Regions from separate parts of the Mus musculus genome. Here regions 1 and 3 are each linked to region 2. The links are chromatin contacts, called in public Hi-C maps. All regions are on one chromosome and are shown on one strand. Each heading gives the region's core, a stretch centred on a gene start, on an enhancer-like site or on the middle of the called end of the contact. The rest is flanking DNA. Distances are from core to core; before and after follow the strand shown. Region 1 has its middle 48 kb from the start of Gm25830. Region 2 overlaps Tenm3 (teneurin transmembrane protein 3). Region 3 overlaps Gm19744 (a long non-coding RNA gene).

Evidence for each region. Hi-C and Micro-C count contacts between places; a contact is called where the count stands out from the background.
Region 1: a Hi-C map of liver shows a contact between it and region 2, with 2.5 times the contacts expected there. The contact joins two enhancer-like sites. A contact is called at or near these places in 5 of 484 Hi-C or Micro-C datasets (liver and uterus) and 5 of 115 datasets of contacts at active chromatin or transcription factors (embryonic stem cells, hepatocytes, neural progenitor cells and 1 more).
Region 3: a Hi-C map of liver shows a contact between it and region 2, with 1.7 times the contacts expected there. The contact joins two enhancer-like sites. A contact is called at or near these places in 3 of 484 Hi-C or Micro-C datasets (cranial neural crest, liver and nephron progenitors), 7 of 115 datasets of contacts at active chromatin or transcription factors (craniofacial prominence, embryonic hindbrain, embryonic limb bud and 4 more) and 1 of 9 other capture datasets (adipose tissue).

Annotation. Positions count from the first base shown.
Region 1 is chr8:49,003,723-49,008,273 of GRCm38.p6, forward strand. It overlaps a transcript of Tenm3 not described here. Among named protein-coding and RNA genes, the nearest start is that of Gm25830, 48 kb to the left of the region's middle. Within about 2 kb of position 2,724, at least 4 of the 459 cell types and tissues checked have an H3K27ac peak or open chromatin away from gene starts, as enhancers often do. A contact at or near this core is called in hepatocytes and liver, where this site is marked.
Region 2 is chr8:48,543,614-48,547,511 of GRCm38.p6, forward strand. All of the region lies in intron 2 of Tenm3 (teneurin transmembrane protein 3), which reads right to left. Among named protein-coding and RNA genes, the nearest start is that of Gm39178, 120 kb to the right of the region's middle. Within about 2 kb of position 2,223, at least 5 of the 459 cell types and tissues checked have an H3K27ac peak or open chromatin away from gene starts, as enhancers often do. A contact at or near this core is called in hepatocytes and liver, where this site is marked.
Region 3 is chr8:48,863,123-48,867,376 of GRCm38.p6, forward strand. It overlaps Gm19744 (a long non-coding RNA gene), which reads left to right. Exons shown (of 6, transcript XR_379026.3): 5 at 1,066-1,125. It also overlaps a transcript of Tenm3 not described here. Among named protein-coding and RNA genes, the nearest start is that of Gm19744, 21 kb to the left of the region's middle. Within about 2 kb of position 2,564, at least 10 of the 459 cell types and tissues checked have an H3K27ac peak or open chromatin away from gene starts, as enhancers often do. A contact at or near this core is called in liver, where this site is marked.

The sequences.
Region 1 (4,551 bases), core at 1,474-3,973, 460 kb after region 2:
CCTCTTTCTTAAATGAAATGGCCATAAGTACACATTCACAGGTATTTAAAACACTTGTGCAACTTGTAGCATTTAGAGAAAAAAAAATACATGGAAAAGATGAGTGGAGAGAGAATCCTTTCAGAAAAGACTATTTAAAAAAAATACCTGCATTAAAAACTTAAGGCTTTCATATATATGAGTATATATACATACACACACACACACACACACACACACACACACATAATGGGAAAGGGTAGGAAAGGGAGAGAGAGAGGACAAACAGAGAGCGAGAAGGATGATTATGTCTCTATCATCTCTGGAGGAAACAAAGAAAAACTTAGTTGCCTTCCTCAGCCATTCTCAAGGTGGCAGAGGGGGATCAAAGAGCAGTCTCCATCAGTCAAGTAAAGACTTCTGTGTCTAGTGGGACAGCGTAGGTAGGAGCCAATTTACGAGCTATTGTAGAATGAGCCTTGTGTATTTGAAAGATCGACTTGTTTTTCTTCTCCCTAAGATTAGGTTGGTGCTAGTCCACAACATTCCCCAAATTATATTTGAAACAAGTATTTATTTCATTCTCTGAGCCTTTGCTAATTCTTGATGAAGCCTTACATTTGCCCCTGGGCCTTCTGGGAGATAAGCTCATTTCAGCTCACATTTAATTCTCCGGGATCGGCTTTATTTGGGGGAAGACAGAAGATGCCTGGTCTTGAAAGGAATTTTCCAGCTTTCTGCCAGCTCAACTTTCATATAAAGTGAGAAACTGGCTGGACATTAGCTGTGTGGCCTTGTGATATAATCTAATAGAGGAAATCTGCAGAGAGCTTAGAGGACAACTTTGTAAAATTAAGTGAAGAGAAATGGTGTACCATATGGGCGAGTGCCAAATATCTTGGGGCACGCTCAGGACGAGGGATGATTCTTGCCTTTCACCCACACCAGGCCAAAACTAATGACATAGACATCATTTTGATAACTCTTAGGGGAGTCTCCATAACTCACCCTGCTCAATATCTTGCCTCAAGCCTTTTGTGGATTTTGTGATGCCTTTGTGGTCTGTGACTTCGTTTGGTGTCAGAAATCATTGTAGCCTTTCTTGTTGTCTATGAGGGGGAGTGTCATGGTTGCAGGTTACACTGAATTGACATGCAGCCATTTAAAGGAATCGACGGGGAATGGGGAGATTTCTAAAATCACTGTTTTGTCAACCCTAATTGAATGTTGGACCTGGGAGATAATCAACTAAGGATGGCAGGATTTTGAGGTGACAGAATAAGGACCTGGATAATGGATAGATTAGCAGATATTGCCTGAACTCACCAATCAATTTTCACGTCGCTCTATGTGAAGTAGCCGATGAGATGACAGAATGTTAGACAAAACTCCAATGACTGTCCTGCCTTGATTTATGTTTTTGGATCTCATCAACAAATAACTACCATTTAAAAGGGAAGGGTATTGAAGCTCAGAGGACACATGGGAGAAAGTGGGTTGTGAGACACTTATGTGATCCCAACTTAACGAATTAAGAACACAACGGCGTTTTACTTTTGGAGATAATCAGAGAAATTTAAACATGTGTGTGTTGGCTGTTGTTAGTTATTTTGTGCCAGGTCAGATGATGGTGTGGTACCCTGACAGGACTGAACAAAAACAGCCATATATTTATTTCTCTGCTGTGTGATCCACTTAGCTATGCAATTGAGTTTATGTTTATAGGCTTGCAATTAAATTTCACAACTCACTTAGTGACTATGAACATTGAATAGAATTTAAGATCCTTAAATGGGAGAATTTGATTTTCGATCATTTTTATGTGTGATTATGGCTATGTGCACTTACTCACGCATAGCCAGGTGCACATAAGTGTGCACACAGTGCATGGAAACCAGAGGACATTTTGGTTGTCATCCTTAGGAAGCCTCCTTGGTGACAGGTATTTCCATTGGCCTGGAGCTTACCAATTAGGCTAGGCCTCCTAGCCTGGGAACCCCAACTTCTGTCTCCTCACTGCTGGGATGGTCATCTTTTGGGCCCCGGTTGGAACACGGTGAAAAGAATGATGGATGGTGAATGATGCTTTGGGGAACTGTGGGAGAGGCTCTGGAGAAAGGGCAGAGGGCCTTTTACCTCAGGAGCACTTTGTTCCTTGGATTGCTTTTGGATGTGATTTCATGTCTCCTGTGTTAAGCATGTGCCTTCAATTGACAAGACATGTTTATTCTTGTTGGATGTCAGAAAATAGCTATAGTGCCCACTCTGGTCATTATATCCTGAATCAGGATATGGCCTTCTGCTTTGCCTCTGTGTTTTCCCAGATATAATTTAGAGTACTTGCCAGGTAATTGTATTAAAATTGGTCTGTTCTGAGAAAGTTCTGGGGAAGGGCTGCTCTGTTGATATTTAGTATATGCTAACCTATATTTATTTACATGTTTTTTTTTTTTTTTTCTGACCATGTTTGTCTGAACTCACATAACCTTCCTTGGATTCTTACTTCCTTTGTCACATATGTGTGTGTGTGTGTGTGTGTGTGTGTGAAAGAACACTGAAACTGAAGTGAGTTTGTCTAAGCATCAGACCGTACTTCACCCTGTTCTTTTAGATCCTCATATTCCCTGGTCCAGCAGACAAGATCTGCACAGGTTGGCTGAAAAGTCAACACCCCTATGCCTAGCATTTTGGCTGGCATCCTGGGGCTTGAACTTTGATCTCCACTGCTGGAGGGCCAGCACTTTCCCAACCGAGCCTTTCCCTCAACCCGGAGAGTTTTATCTTTAACCAGCTTAGAGTCTGCCAGCTCTCTAACAGCCTCTGTTTTGGTTTCGTGAGCTCAGAGATCTCAGATGATCATGCGAAAGGCTGAAGAACATTTATATAGTTAGAGTGAGCTTCTTCCAGCCAGAGTCTGGCAGGTCAGATAAGAGACACACGATACTCAACCAATCAAGGCCTCACTCTAGTCTCTCTCTCTTTTTGTCTTAATTTTCATGTTTGTTGTGTTAACATTGGTTCTCCCTCACCCCCACCCCTGTCTATGTTTACGCTCTCACCTGTGACAAATGTCGGTTTCACAGCTGACTTCCTGCTGGTGCCTGTCATATGTTGGCAATATTCAGCCAAGCATGTAAAACAAAACAAGTAACACCCTACAGATGAAATGAAAACAACGCCATTCACACGATCATGATGTCAGAACGACCACTTTTCTCTGAGCTTCCTTAAGGAATTCAGTGTTTTGGGGGTGGGGAAGAGGAAGAGCCTGATTGATGGAGGATGACCGGGTTGGAAAGGTGTGATGCTCCTGTCCCGTCCAGACAATGAATGACGACCAGAAAGAACACGGGGGAGCTTTCCCTCACCCAGAATGTACATGCAAATACTTGCTCAAGCTCAAATCCCCTGCCTGATGCACACAGATGAGACTAGCTCCCAGTGATGAGATAGGGTTGCTTACTGCAGATTGGAGCCCCGAAAGCTAAATCTACCACTCTGAAATCCTGTGTCTACACATCACTTTTGCTGAAGTGGGAGGAAAAGCCTGTGTGGCTACCACCTAAGGTGAGATGTGCTTGTGATTTCTGAAACCCTGCAGCCAAAGGTCTTAATCAGTCTATCCCCAACCCAAAAGAATATATCATGGCCAATCCTTCCTGAGGGATTTCAGGAGAGATCTCAGAAAAAGAGAAAAATCCAAAGATCACGGCACTAGTCTGAATCAATTCACAGAACATTTCTGGGGAGGTCAGCTCTTCTCTAGTTTTCTTGGATTTAGTGACTTTTTCTTCCATGGAGTATCAAATAGTCATCAACCATAACAGAAGAGAGAGCTGGGTACTTAGCCTTGACCCACGGTCTTTTAGGGGTCACCTATGAGTGCTAACCACCCCAAATTAATTACTTATGAGACACAAAACTCTTTAGAAATTCCTTGTGAATACCTAAAATGATCATTTTTTTTCCTTTGCACCTACTTATACAACAAGCATCCATTAAGTTTTAATTATTTCCCTTCATCAGGCCTTTCATCTTGGTGTTCCCTCTACTGCTAGAGGCCTTTGAAGATGGAGGCTTGGATTTAATATATACAGTTCATCGGAGGACTTAACTTTGGGCTATACAGGTTCACAGCTTATTATTTGAAACTGAGGCCTAGCTACTTCTCCTACACACAAAAAAATATCCCAATTCCTCCGGAATTCAAATGACTATGCTTTCTTAGAGAATGACGGCTGAATTTGGCCCACAGTGCGTCTATCCCTTCTAGAATGGAAACTTGGTGATAAGATCAAAGTTCCAAAACAGTTTTCTTTGTTCTGTTGGGTAAATTCAGGGTTTGAAATTTAATAAAAACAAAATATTGCTGCAAGCAGGCACCGGCTCTGAAGCATTATAGAGCAGATCCAACGAAAGAGACAGGATGGCAGAGAAAGGAGGAAGGGGAGATTTTAGACCACAAAACAGCAGCAACCAGAATCATCCCCTTGTTTAACTAGCTATTATTTTATTTTAACGTATCACTTTTCTGAAATATGTCACTATTCTGAACTTTATTTGTTTGTAGTC
Region 2 (3,898 bases), core at 973-3,472:
TACACTGGGATTATGTTAGCTTAAATGGACTCAAACTTGCTGAGTTTCAATAGATGCCGTGTAAAGGCACTTTTTAAACTTAGGGACTGACTTCCCTTAAGAAAGCGGTGGATGCAAGTCATGCAATACAGCCCTCGGCTCAGTCCCAGCGTGGGGAGAGCCAGGGTGGAGGATGGGAGGTTTTTAGCTGATGGATAAGCTCATATCTTAAATGTTCTGTCCCCAAGCAGGGGCTTCACGTGATCAGTGAGCTCTACCTCTTGTGTGGAATGCAGTAGGTGTGGCGGTTAAACAACACTTTACAGGACTCAAATGCATTATCACACGTTCATGGACCTTTGTCATTTCAAAAGGCCACAGCGCGTGCTCCTCTTCCATGGCTTACGTTAAAAACAGCTACACTGTTTTGGTTTCTGAAATTCTGAATTTAATTTTTTGGTTTTTTTTGGTCCACTAAGAGCTCCATCCTGGTTGGTCCTTACTCGTGTGATGGGTAAAGGTTTGTAACATGCTGTAGCTTTGCTTCCAAAAATATTACAATCTGGGGCTCAGCTCAGAGTGGACTGCTCTTGCAACAGACCTGAGTTGCATTCCCAGAGCCCATCTAAGCCTCTCTCTATAACAGCCTGAGTATCTGGCATCCCTGGCTTCTACAGGCAGCTGCACCTACGTGCACATACCCACTGGTCAACCATCCCTAAGTCCCCGTGTGTGTGTGTGTGTGTGTGTGTGTGTGTGTGTGTGTGTGTGTGTGTATGCATATATATATATATATATATATATATATACACATACATATACAAACATATACATACATATACAAACATATACATACATATATTAAATTAAACTTCTAAAAGTATGCTACAACTCATCCAGATAACTATTATTGCCTTCAAAGCATCCAGTAAGGGCTTTCAGCCTTCCTCAAATGAGGCAGCCATTTCTCCATATGATACCGAAATTCCTCTGTGAAAAGGCCTAGAAGGCTTTTAAGCATTGGGTTTTTTTTTCCCTGAATATAATTAACTGTGGTAAATACTCTCTCTTGAGAACTGATGTGATGTTTTAGAGGGGGCTGGGAAGAGCCAAGTGCTGATATACTAAGCCTTCAAGGATGGTAAGCATTGAGGTGTGCCTATGGAACAAGACTGTTTCACAAATAAACTCCATTTCAAAAGGGTGGCTTCAAACCTGTGCTGGCAAACAGTACTAAAACGAGCATGGGACCAGCGACATTTCTACACAATGCAGAGCACACTGAGAAGCAGGGGCAGCCCACCTTGGCAGCCATCTTCCTGAAAGTTAAGTAGGAGAATATTGGTCTCTTAAAGCTTTTCTGCCTAAGATGACTTCATTTCCTCAGCAGGACCAACAAAACGCGTGGGTAGAAAAACAGATGCAAATCATGCATACATTCAGTGCTCGTAGGGCACTTCTTTTCTTTTGAGGATTCTGACTTGAGTGAAGAAACCCTACGGAACTTCTCTCAGAAGCTGCTTTGTTTTAGAGAGTCATTTGTTGGGAACGCCCAGGAAAAGTCAGGCAACTTTTCCAAGGTCATGCTTTCTAGAAATTACGCTGCTCTACTTGATATCCTAGGTAAAGAACCTCAGAGGATTAAAACAAATTATAAAGAAACAAAACAAAATTTAAAAAACAAAACCAAACCAAAAACAAACGAACAACCATTAAAAATAAAATAAAATAAAATAAAAAAAAGGACAAGACCACTGATAGATCAGCCTTGGGAATGAAAGAGTAAACAAACACATAATTTATCATTTTGCCAGGTTCAATAAATACTATTTTGATGTGTTAATAGCTTTTAAAAAGTCAACACATTAGCTATCAATTAAGTAAACAAGCTATTAAATGGGAGCTAGAAACGTCAATGGGGGCATAATTTACTAATTTTCCAATCAATGATGCTAATCATTGTTGGATATTAATCAGGGAATGGACATTAGCCTTACCATAGGTGATCATTTACAATCATGGCTCCCAAGAATAAACAAAATTAAAGTTAAAGACAAAGAGAGGACTGGACAGAAACACCTTGTACTTGTTGATAAATAAAACAATTTGCCTTGAGCGAATATGGGCATCTTGGCTACCGTCAGTGGTGACAGTATTGATGGAAGGGTCTATGCAGCCGTCACATTCCTGGTCGTGTCAGACAAGGGATACAAAGCTAGGACTGAGGTCAGGACAAATCCTAGTTGGCAACTCACACTTCGGTGGCAGCAGTGTTGACTGATACAAATTTCAGTCAAATACAAACATGAGCTCTGATCTCATTCTGCAATTTAGTGATTCAATAACCTCCTGCAAACTATTCAATCTCTTTAAGCCTCACCTACAACACAAGGGGCAATGACAGGGTTTATTTCATAAATAGCCAGCTACATACATATTTAGGGCCCTGGAGCCTACACACTTCTTAAAGTCCCCAGCCCCACTCTCATGAGAGAAAGAACACGACCTTCTTAGGTTCTCACAGGGTTTAACCTCTAACAAGATGGGATTTAGAAGAGTATTTAATTACGTGGTTTGCTCTGGAAGTCAAATGTAGATATAAAGGGTTTATTATCATGAAGCCCATACAGTGGTCCACACCTGCAGGTCAGGCACTCTGAGAACTGAGGCAAGAAGATTCCAGGTATGTAGTTACCCATGGCTACACCGCAAATAAGGGTTGATTATATATATATCTTAACGGTGGGGTGCTTGCCTGGCATGTGCCAGGCCCTGAGCTCCTGCGTTCAAACTCCAGTGAAGCAAAGAGAAAGGACAGAGAAATAAGGAAAAGTAAATTCATACGAGTTTGTCGAAGTGAACTATCGCAACTACTGTGAGGCTTTAGCCTCTCTGCTAACAAATTTGCACTCTTTTTTTTTTTTTTTGAGACAGGTTTTTCTGTGTAGCCCAGGCTGTCCTGGAACTCACTCTGTAGACCAGGCTGGCCTTGAACTCAGAAATCCGCCTGCCTCTGCCTCCCAAGTGCTGGGATTAAAGGCGTGCGCCACCACGCCCGGCAGAAATTTGCAGTCTCAGTTAGTTGATTCTCAAGACTCTTGGGTCTTAAGGTCTCCAATTTGTACGTATTTTCCTAAGAGAACTTAGTTATATTGGGTTTTTGGTGGTGGTAGTTTGTTTGTTTTTGTTTTGTTTTTTAATTCATGGGCTGTTTTGTTTGTCAGGGCAAGAGAACAGAAATTCAGTCTCTTTTTCTATGAGAAGAGCACTCCTTGTCTCTCTGAGCAGCAAGTAAAGAAAAAGAAAAGAAAACCATTCATTTTTTTTCTACCCCAGCCCTTTTGGCATATTGACTTTACTCGAAACTGTCATTCTAAAGAATATATCTTGCCCAGCAGAGGAGAGAGTGCATTCCGTGAAGTGCTTGCCACTGGGCAGGAATCCCGAGTTCAAATCTCCCACATTAAAAATCTCCCATTAAAAAGCAGAGGACAGTGGTGGCTCCTGGTAGTATGGGAGCAGAAACAAGAAGCTTCCTGGAGTCACAGATCAGACAGCCAACCTTAGTAGACAAGGCCCCGTTATAGAGCTGGGTGGGGTCTGAGGGAAGAAAACGAAGGTCGATCTTCGGTATCTACATGCGCGTGCCCAAACATGTGTGCACACATATGAACACATAAATAAGTTATCTTCTGCTCTGGTCTGATTTTTGCTGCTCTTATCATTGAGCAAAGCCAAGTTGGGGAGAGGAAACAGCTCGTTTCCTTTCATGGATTACATCATCATGGATTACAGTGCATCATCAAGGGAAGCCAAGGCAAGAACCCAAGGCAAGAATTTGGAGGCAAGAACTAAAGTAGAAGGCACAGACCACCGGAGGAATGGTGCTTGCTGGCTTGATCCTCTCGGCTTGGTCAGC
Region 3 (4,254 bases), core at 1,314-3,813, 320 kb after region 2:
TTGTGTACTTTAAGGGTTTTAATCTACATCTCCAGCATGTAGGATTGATTTGGGGGCACTTTGACTCTGGATAATAATGCTGATTTAACCTACTTTATTCTTTGAATAACTAAATATGGAATGAGTAATGTCTCATACAGTCAAAAATGCCTTCAAATAGCCGATTAGAGACTCATTTTATTGCAAATCTTTAAGACTCTGGTAGACTTTAAATGTGATTTCACCTTAATATACATTTTAGAGCTAATTACTCCAATCAGAGGAGAGATCGATACTTAACTGGCATCATTTTTAAAGTGGATCAGGATTCTGAATGGGATACAAAGCAAAACTTGCATGCTAGATGTTACTTTGTTATTTGTTAGGTCCTGATCATTTTTGGCTACATGATGTCAAGTGTTACCCCATCTCAAAAATAAATACATTTAGATATGATCACCTTGAGGCTTTAATTAACACCCTGCAATGTCTAAAGTGTCACACAGAGCAAAGGCCACAATCCATGACTCTCTAGGCCCCAAACAATGAGACTCCCATTCATTACCTCTCAGACTTCAGCTTTTAGACTCTTTCTCTTTCACTCCATTCCAGGCAATCAATTTCCTTGTTCTTCCTCCCACATGTTGAGCACGTTTGGTACCAGGCACCCCGACCTCTGGGCTGACTCATTTCCTCTCATCACTTTCTCCAAGTCTGCCTTCACATATCTTTTTCTCAATGAGGCTTTACTTGGCCACCTCATTTAAAATGACAAATGACCTGTCTGCCACCCAATGGTCCTCCTGATCTCACGTATCCCACTGCATTGTATATTTTTCCATGCTCTTATTGATTTATAACATCACAGATAATTTACCTGTTCATATATACACACATATACCCATTATAGATATACAACCTGTATCTAGATTTATATATTTATGTGGGCTTATTATCCTGTTTTAGTCACCTCCATAAGGGTGCTCTTTGTTATGTCTACCGGTGAATTGCCAACATCCGCGATTGAAGCTGGGACACAGAAACTGTACAATAAATACTTATTGAATGAATCAATTGTGATTGCAGGAGTTAAGGAAGGCAATAAGAATAGAGGAGGCATGAACACACAAGAACTTGGGAAGAGAGGTAAGAACACGATTTTTAAAAATATTTATTACTTAATTTTGACCGGATTGAGAATTTTGCCACTGTTTGCTGGTGTCGGAATGAAAATGGAGAGATTCCCTTGAAGGTTTGAATAGGCTAAACTTCCATGGGTCACAGGAAGAGAGCAGACCTTACAGCCTCCTAGATTCAGGACCTTAATATTTCTTTGAGTATCTGGACCTCCTTTAGATGAATCGATTGGTGAAGAAGAGAAATGTGTGTGTGTGTGTGTGTGTGTGTGTGTGTGTGTGTGAGTGATTATGTGTGTTCATGTGCTTGTGTGTGTGTGCATGCACGCGTGCGTGTGGGAATAACAATTTACTGGACTCACAAACTGTGCATCTCCAAATCAGTGTTGCCTCACAGTCTGTAATATGGGGTGTAAGTTGAGTAGGAGTCTTCATTTTGTCATGACAAGTTAAAAAAAAAAAAACCTTAGCAAAAAAAAAAAAAAGAACATTTTTCTTAGACCTATTAAGGAGGTAAAGCCACTGAGAGAAACCGGAAACCACAGGGAGAAACCGGCATCCAGTTTTTGGAAATCAGACAAGCAAATAGGAAACATCAGAATGCAGAGACGCTCACCAGCAGAGCTCTGAGGAAGCGGGCAATGGAGCAACAGCTGAGCTGTGACTGATGAACTATGGGAATCTCCGAACAGCCAAACATGAGAGCTGAGCAGCGCAGGGCACTCAGTCGTGGGGAAAGTCACAGTTTAGTGGGTGGCACCTCCAGGAGCTGTACCAGGTCCTCATGGTAATCACGAAAGAATCGTTGCCCCATGCTTTATGCTGAGAAGAGAAGGAACTGTTCTGAACTATGCCAGACCCTTGTGTTCTTCTGTGCAAGTTCTGACCTCAGGAGAAACTCTTTTGTGAAAGGCGAATGTCTTTCTTGGTGTTCTATCAGAGCCATGGCTACTTGGGAAAGGGTAAATATCTTCCACGGCTCTTGCAGCCATCCTCTCCCACAGAGTAAAGGGATGAGGGACGGAGGGGTCGGGAGGGAGGGATGAGAAGCTCTGGGGAAGTTCACAGGCTGAGACACAGGATTCCTAAAAGACTGAGATCTAGCCACTGAGTCTAGGTGTGTGGGATTCTCCCCCCTCCTCCTTTACATTCCTAAAGACCTATAGGCAGCACTTTCTGTGTACCTAGCATTTCATGTATGCCTTTCAATAAACCTACATTCCAAATCTGACAGGTATTTTTCACACATCTGAGCACAGACGCACACATTCTTGACAAAAATATTAGCAAGTCAAATCCAATGATACATCAGAGAAGCACACACCATGACCAGGTGGGGCTCGTTTTGAGTTACACAAGGCTGGTTCAAAGGTGGATTAATACAGCCCAGCACACCAACAAGCTAATGAGCAAAGGTCACGTTGTTATAGCAATAGGTGCACAAAAGATATGTGACAAAGTCCAACACCCGTTTGTGATTAGAACTTGTCAATGAAAGGCCAGCTGTGGTGGCACATACCCTTCATCCCTGGACTTGGGAGGTGGAGGTAAGCAAATCTCTGTGAATCCAAGGCCAGCTTAGTCTACATAGTGAGCTCCAGGCTAGCCAGGGCAACACATTGAGAACTTGTCTTAAGAAAAGGAAAGGAAAGGAAAGGAAAGGAAAGGAAAGGAAAGGAAAGGAAAGGAAAGGAAAGGAAAGGAAAGGAAAGGAAAGGAAAGAAAAGGAAAGAAAAGGAAAGGAAAGAAGAGAAAAGAAGAGAAAAGAGAAAAACAGAAAAAGATAAAGAATTGTCACTAAGTTAGAGAATAAAGTATATATACACATGTACACACACATACACACACATGTATAACACTATATCACATATTATATAATGATGAGAAACTTGAAGCTCTCCAACTTCGTACTGCCTCTCAATGCTGCATTCTAACAGGGTTCAGGGCGGGGCGTCCCAGCTTATGTAACTGGGTAGGAAAAACAAATACAACGTATACTGATAAGGTATAAAGGAACAAAACTATCTTTGACTACAGATGACCAGGTAATTTATACAAAAACAGCTGAAAGTAGCTATAGAACACTTCCCGAAGTAATGCCATTATAAATGATAATAATCTATGTAGGAAATAATGCTAATATACAAAATTGCTTCTATAATGTTTATTGGCAATCATCAAGTAGAGTTTGAAACTAAAGTATTATCATTTATATTAATTCTTGAAATGGCACTCTCTAAGTTAATACTAATAATAATTAATATTTAATATGATGTGAAACTACTTGAATTAATGATGTCAAATAAGAATTAAATAAAGTATTATATATCTAGATATTAGTATTAAGACTTTTATTATATACATACATTTGTTTGCCTATCTATTATTTATTTATATTTATTTATTTATTTATTTAGTGTGTGTGTGTGTGTGTGTGTATGTGTGTGTGTGTGTGTACACCCATGATAAGGGATGAAATCCAGAAGGCAACGTTCATGAGTCAACTCTTTTCACCATGTGGGTTCTAGCGACTCAGGTTCTCAGCTTTGACAGCAAGCGGCCATCTCACTGACCTAGACTCAGTGATCTGAAAGAACCAGGTTTTCTCATCTTGATCTGCAGATCAATGCAACCTCAGCTTAAAGCTCAGCAACATTTTTTTTTTTTTTTGGTGGATATCAACAAAATGAACATAATGTTTTTATGGTGAGGCAAAGACCTAGAATGGCTAACTCAGCATTCAAGGAGAAGAACCGAGTCAGAGGTCTGGCATTACCCAACATCAGGATCTGCTGTAAAGCAGCAATAATCAGTGCAATGTGGGGTTGGTAAAAGAACAGGGTCAGTGGGACTAGGGAGTCCAGAATTAGATCCATGTAACTACATGCGCATCTACAACGAAGTACCAGAGGCATTGAGAAAGATTGTCCCAGTAAATAGACATTCTGTGTAACATGAATGTACATACACCCTCCCCCCAAATTAATTCAGAATGGATATAAGAATTATGTGTAAATGCTAACCTATAAAATTTCTAGAAGATAGCACAGGGGAAAATATAAATGATGTTGTCCTTGATAACGCCTATGTGTACATCCCTGATGGTACAGTCTATCCCTTCATCAACAAATATTCCCAA